Regions from separate parts of the Ovis aries genome. Here region 1 is linked to region 2. A link is a contact called in public Hi-C data. All regions are on one chromosome and are shown on one strand. The core of a region is the stretch at or near the end of the contact, and the rest is flanking DNA. Distances in the headings are between cores, read along the strand shown. Region 1 overlaps GIPC2 (GIPC PDZ domain containing family member 2). Region 2 holds the start of FUBP1 (far upstream element binding protein 1).

Evidence for each region. Hi-C and Micro-C count contacts between places; a contact is called where the count stands out from the background.
Region 1: a contact with region 2 is called in a Hi-C map of tail adipose tissue, with 3 times the contacts expected there. The contact joins the enhancer-like site here to the promoter of FUBP1 in region 2. A contact is called at or near these places in 3 of 16 Hi-C or Micro-C datasets (muscle, skin fibroblasts and tail adipose tissue).

Annotation. Positions count from the first base shown.
Region 1 is chr1:54,544,643-54,547,342 of ARS-UI_Ramb_v3.0, reverse strand. The region is part of intron 3 of GIPC2 (GIPC PDZ domain containing family member 2); the gene reads right to left. Among named protein-coding and RNA genes, the nearest start is that of TRNAG-CCC, 43 kb to the right of the region's middle. Within about 2 kb of position 1,437, at least 10 of the 54 cell types and tissues checked have an H3K27ac peak or open chromatin away from gene starts, as enhancers often do. A contact at or near this core is called in tail adipose tissue, where this site is marked.
Region 2 is chr1:54,416,168-54,418,867 of ARS-UI_Ramb_v3.0, reverse strand. FUBP1 (far upstream element binding protein 1) reads left to right here and starts at 1,413. Exons shown (of 21, transcript XR_009599605.1): 1 at 1,413-1,637. It overlaps DNAJB4 (DnaJ heat shock protein family (Hsp40) member B4), which reads right to left and starts at 1,260. Exons shown (of 3, transcript XM_060411158.1): 1 at 1,229-1,260.

The sequences.
Region 1 (2,700 bases), core at 188-2,687, 130 kb before region 2:
TACATCATGACATTTAGGGAGAGATGGGGGAATAGAGGAGATGTCTGTCTCTGGTCCCACCCTGAGCCCCAGGGCAAGAGGAGAGCTGACATCAGCCAAGGCCCACAGAGAACAAGCACACCAAGCTTAGCTCCCCAACCCACACACAGGGCGAGTGTGGGGAGGTGGGGCATTCTTCTGCTTTTGCACAGAACTACATCTTGTTCTGTTCCCTTAAGGGCCTGAATTGGCCTGGAGTACAATTCAGAGTAGGCTCAGAGCCCTGATGTCCCTAAGAGGAGGGTACGTACAGACACAGTTGTATCCAACAAGAGATGGACTTCATAATCAGAGACTCTGAGTTAAAACACAGCTACCCATTTACAAATTCTGTGAAGTTAGGAATAAGTTCTCATCTGTAGGGATTCCCTTATAGCTCAGTCAGTAAAGAATCTGCCTGCCATGCCGGAGACCCCAGGTTCAATTCTTGAGTCAGAAAGATCCCCCAAAAAGGGAATGGCTACCCACTCCAGTATTCTTGCCTGGGAAATCTCATGGACAGAGGAGCCTAGCAGGCTACGGTCCATGGGTTCAGAAGAGTCAGACACAACTTAGCATCTAAACCACCACACCTCATCTGCATGTGCACTGAGAACACCAGCTAGATAGAATGCTGTCTAACGCGTTCAGAGGGCTGCCGGGTGAAAGGTGCCACGCCCAGCGGTCCGACTCTCACACTGGGGCGGCTGCTGCTGCACTTGCTTCTGCTGACACATCCACCCTGGAAAGAGAGCCATCTGCTCTTCCCACACCCTCTCCCACAAAACCATTTGCATTGCTTTGCTCGGGACGAGAAACATGCTAAAGTCTCTCTTTGAATGTTCAGAAAGCTATCACTTCAAATACAAAGGTCTCCTTTTCATTCTATTTCCTGTAGAACTGTGATTTTTCTCCCTTCCATTTACAGAAGGGTACAAACAAAAGATGATCCACTACTCTACTCAGATTCTCCAAAGTGGCCCAACTGAATTTAAGCCAAGCCCCTCAGGGGAGCACGGAGCAGTGAGGGCCCTCCAGTGTCCATCTCACTGGACCCTCAATCCCCACTCAAAACATCTCTTGTTAGAGTTACATGACACCATGTGGTCAAGTGAGCAGACATATCAACACTCCATCCTGGAAGAGGAAATGTACAGCCTCTTCCTCTAACCACCTGTATAGGTGAACTAAGCTACTTTACCAGATTCACTAATGCATTTCTATAATTTCCAGCTCTGGAGTTACACAGCAACAAAACAGCAGCCAGATGGCAACTCAGGACTTGCAAGACTTTGCAAGTTGTATGTGCCAATGACCTTCAGCATTGCAGGCCCAGAAAGGCTTTTTTCCAGTGTTCCCAGAGCTGACCTGAGTCTTAGGGATTGACTCATATTAACCAGATTCACAAGAACAGATGTCATCACATCACTGTATTAATCATAGGGTCCAAGTGGGCTCCCGTGCTGCCCTCTCATGAGCCAGAAACTTCCTGGGCAAAATGTGTAAGCAAAGACCCAGCCATGAAGGTCCAAGACAGCAAGGCTAAGGGAGGAAAGAGAAGGCAGTGTGCCCCAGACCCCGGGTTCCAAGACTCTAAAAGCAAACAATGGACAGTTGATGTTTTAGAGTCCCTCCCAACTGCGTGACTCTCAGTTTATCAGGCCTCTACCCCTCTTGGGAATAAATCACTTGAAATTTTTTTCCTACTGGGTACCTAAGAAGTTTCAGTGAGCATGGCTGACACCGGGGAAAAGGACATGAGCACAGAGGATAATTCTTATGCGCCAAGGCTGTCAACAGGTAGCTCAGTGGCCCGTGGTCCCAGGCATATTTGCGGAGTGTGCAGTGTTTTCAGACTTTTTAAACTAATTGCCAACTTTTAAAAGTTGGTGATTTCTCATCAAAAATCAAAAGTTAAGTTTCTCTTGGAGGTTGACACATGCCTACAAAACAATAATAACTAGAGTTGACAACTTTACTTTGGGGTCTGCAGCTCTCTGCCCTCCTCTTCAGACACTTGGGCTTCCCTGGTGGCTCAGCTGGTAAAGAAACCATCTGCAATGCGGGAGACCTGGGTTCGACCTGTGCGTTGACAAGATCCCCTGGAGAAGGAAAAGGCTACCCACTCCAGTATTCTGGCCTGGGGGATTCCATGGGCTCTATAGTCCATGGGATCGCAAAGAGTCGGACACAACTGAGCAACTTTCAATTTCAATTTCAAATTTCATCAAGATATAGAGTTTCTCATTACATATGATTATGAAGCATTACTTGTCATTTCTTGTACTAGTGCCAGTCTTAGAGCACACTTTTATTTCAAGGGACTAAATATATACACATATATATATACTATAATTCATCTAGGGACAATAATATGGATCATCTGGGGAAGACAATTTGAAGGTAATGTTGGGACTTCTCAGGCAGTCTAGTGGTTAAGATTTCACCTTCCAATGAAGGAGGTATGGAATCAATCTCCACTATTGGTAAGATCCCACAAGCCTTGCAATAAAAAAACAAACAAAAGCAGGACTTCCCTGGTAGTCCAGCGGTTAAGAATCTGCCTGCCACTGCAAAGGACATGGGTTCAAGCTCTGGTCCAGGAAGATTCCACTGCTGCAGAGCAACTAAGCCAATGAGCCACAACTACTGAAGCCCACGTGCCTAGAGCCAGGGCTTCAC
Region 2 (2,700 bases), core at 164-2,663:
ATCCTGAATATTCATTGGAAGGACTGATGCTGAAGCTCCAATACTTTGCCCACCTGCTGCGAAGAGCTGACTCATTGGAAAAGACCCTGATGCTGGGAAAGATTGCAGGCAGAAGGGGATGACAGAGGATGAAATGGTTGGATGACATCACCAACTCAATGGACATGAGTTTGAGCAATCTCCTGAAGATAGTGACCCACAGGGAAGCCTGGCGTGCTGCAGGCCATGGGGTCGCAGAGTCAGACACGACTGAGAGACTAAACAAAAACTCTTTGAGAACTGATTCACTAAACACAAAATACCAAAGTTGGTAAAGTTCATTTTACCTCATTCTTTGTTACCTAAGCGGAAAAAATAGGGGCAGGGAGAGAAATACAATCATTGTAATAGACTCCTAAAGCATTGTAATGTGTCTGAAACTATTACTAATGAGTCTAGACTACTACTACTATTGCAATAAATTACATGTGACGATATGCTCCAAAAGGAAATTACCTGGTAACTGAAGATAACAGAAAATACGTAACAATACAACCTAGCTCCCAGATGACAATAAATTACATTTGAGTTCTCACAGGTTTGGGACACTATTTCTAAGAAGCCAAGAAGCCACAAAGAATTTGTCAAGAAATGGATGCTGTTCAACTATAAGGACCTCAATAAAACTGGCCACGGTTACATACGATATTAGGTTACCAAGTCCGGCGAAAACTACATTTTAGGAACAATCACATTCCTAAAAATTAAAGAAATAAGCAATCATATCGTCACAGCCTCATCCAAAATATTTACACAAAACCTTTGTAAAATCAACTCTAGAACTAAGGCCTCCAGCCTGAATTCATCCCCGCTTGTGATAAAACTCCAAACTGACAATCTAGAAGTAAAATACAGGGACACTTTACTACCCTGAAAATCAGGCCGCGTTGCCGCTAGGCCGGGCGGACGTTTTCGGCAGCATCACCTCGCGGCGGCCGGGGCGCGCTCTCTCCCAGGCGCACTCCCGGCCGCAGCGCTCTCGAGACACTGTTGCGCCGCCGTTGCGCCTGTCGACGTCACCTGCTTCCCCAAGGATACAACAGAATGACCCTCGGTGGAAAATCCACCCACTCTACTCCCTGAGGCGGCGGCCAAAAGACACTACTCCTTTCCTCCGAGCTTTCAAAAATTAAAGCGAACCGCAGTCGCCCGCGAGTCTCTACCCACCACCAAAGTGGGAAAACCGTACCACTTTAGCTCTAGGATGCACAAAGAGGCGGTGCCAAAGTAAACCCCATTCTCGCGAAATATAAAGACAATTCTCGCGATGTCTCCTCGCCTTTTTCTAGCCTCACCCCTCAAGCCCGCGCGTTGCCTCAAAACTTCGCGAGATTTTCTTCTCTCAGTCTCCGCCCCTTTACGGCACGATGGTCGCACAAGAATGCGATACAGGCTTGACGGCCGCCATTTTCTTTCTTTCTTAGCAGTTGGCTGAGAGGTCACTGGGAAGAATCGGTAGCGGCCACTGTAGTGTAGGCATGGCAGACTATTCAACAGTGCCTCCACCCTCCTCTGGCTCAGCCGGTGGCGGAGGCGGCGGCGGTGGTGGTGGAGGAGTTAACGATGCTTTCAAAGATGCACTGCAGAGAGCCCGGCAGGTAAGTCTGGACCGCGCGGCGGGATCCCGACAGCTCACGGTAATTGGCCGCTGGCTGAGTAGGCCGCTACTTCTTTGCGCGTTAGGAAGAGGAAAGAAGTGCCCTTCCGGCCTCTGAGATGTGAGAAGACTCACGTTTCTCCACGTTGGTAATACTGATTAGAAGCTGGAATTCGGGTTTTGTGTTCATAGGGTATGTGCCACTTTGAACCCCAACGCATGCTCTGCGAAGATGGCTTTAGGTTGTTCTCCCGCTTCTGCGGTACTCGCGCTTTTTTCTCCAAAGAGCATTTCCTTTTCTTCTGAGTGAACATCCACTTCCACGGGATAAAGCGCGCGTAGTTTTACACAATAGTATGGAAGCTTCTAGTAATGAGTTTGGGAAAGGACTAGGGTCCGTCTGTAGGAGCCATCGTAAGGGAAGGGACCTGTCATTAAAGCAGTCTTTAGAGCTTCCAGCCCATTCGAACTCTCCCGCAGTTAATCTTTCGGTTTCATTCACTTTCACACATTGAAGGAAGAGAATTAAGGGAGCAACAATATCCCGGGCTGGAATCCTTCCTCAGGGCGGGATTTACGCGTATTCTCTGGCTCCTTCCCTCTTCTCAAAATGGCTTCAGGTCCTTAATACCCGAAGTTTCAGTTTGAATCTGCCTCTCAGTTCAGAGTCGTAAACTGACCAAGGACTCTTTGTATTACGTAGGTGCGCACATTAGCCCTGAAGGCACTTCTTTCCCAAACGGCAGCTGTTGAAAAGAAGTAGTAACGTTGTGCTCTAGGATTTAATTTGAACTTTACCTTCATGTAATTTTCAAATGTATGATGTCGGTATGAACTTATGTCTAAAGCAAAAGTAAGAATCTTTGTGACACGATGCTTATTAGATGCTAGACATTTTTGGAATACAGTGTTAAACTAATGGTAATCAGAAATCAATTTTGTGGTATGTTTTGATAACATTAGGAGTTCACTTCGTTAAGTTACTTTTTAACCCCTAGTTGGATTAAAGGATCATTTGACTCAGAATCCATAAAATCTGTAGTGATGTAGCATATCGGTCATAT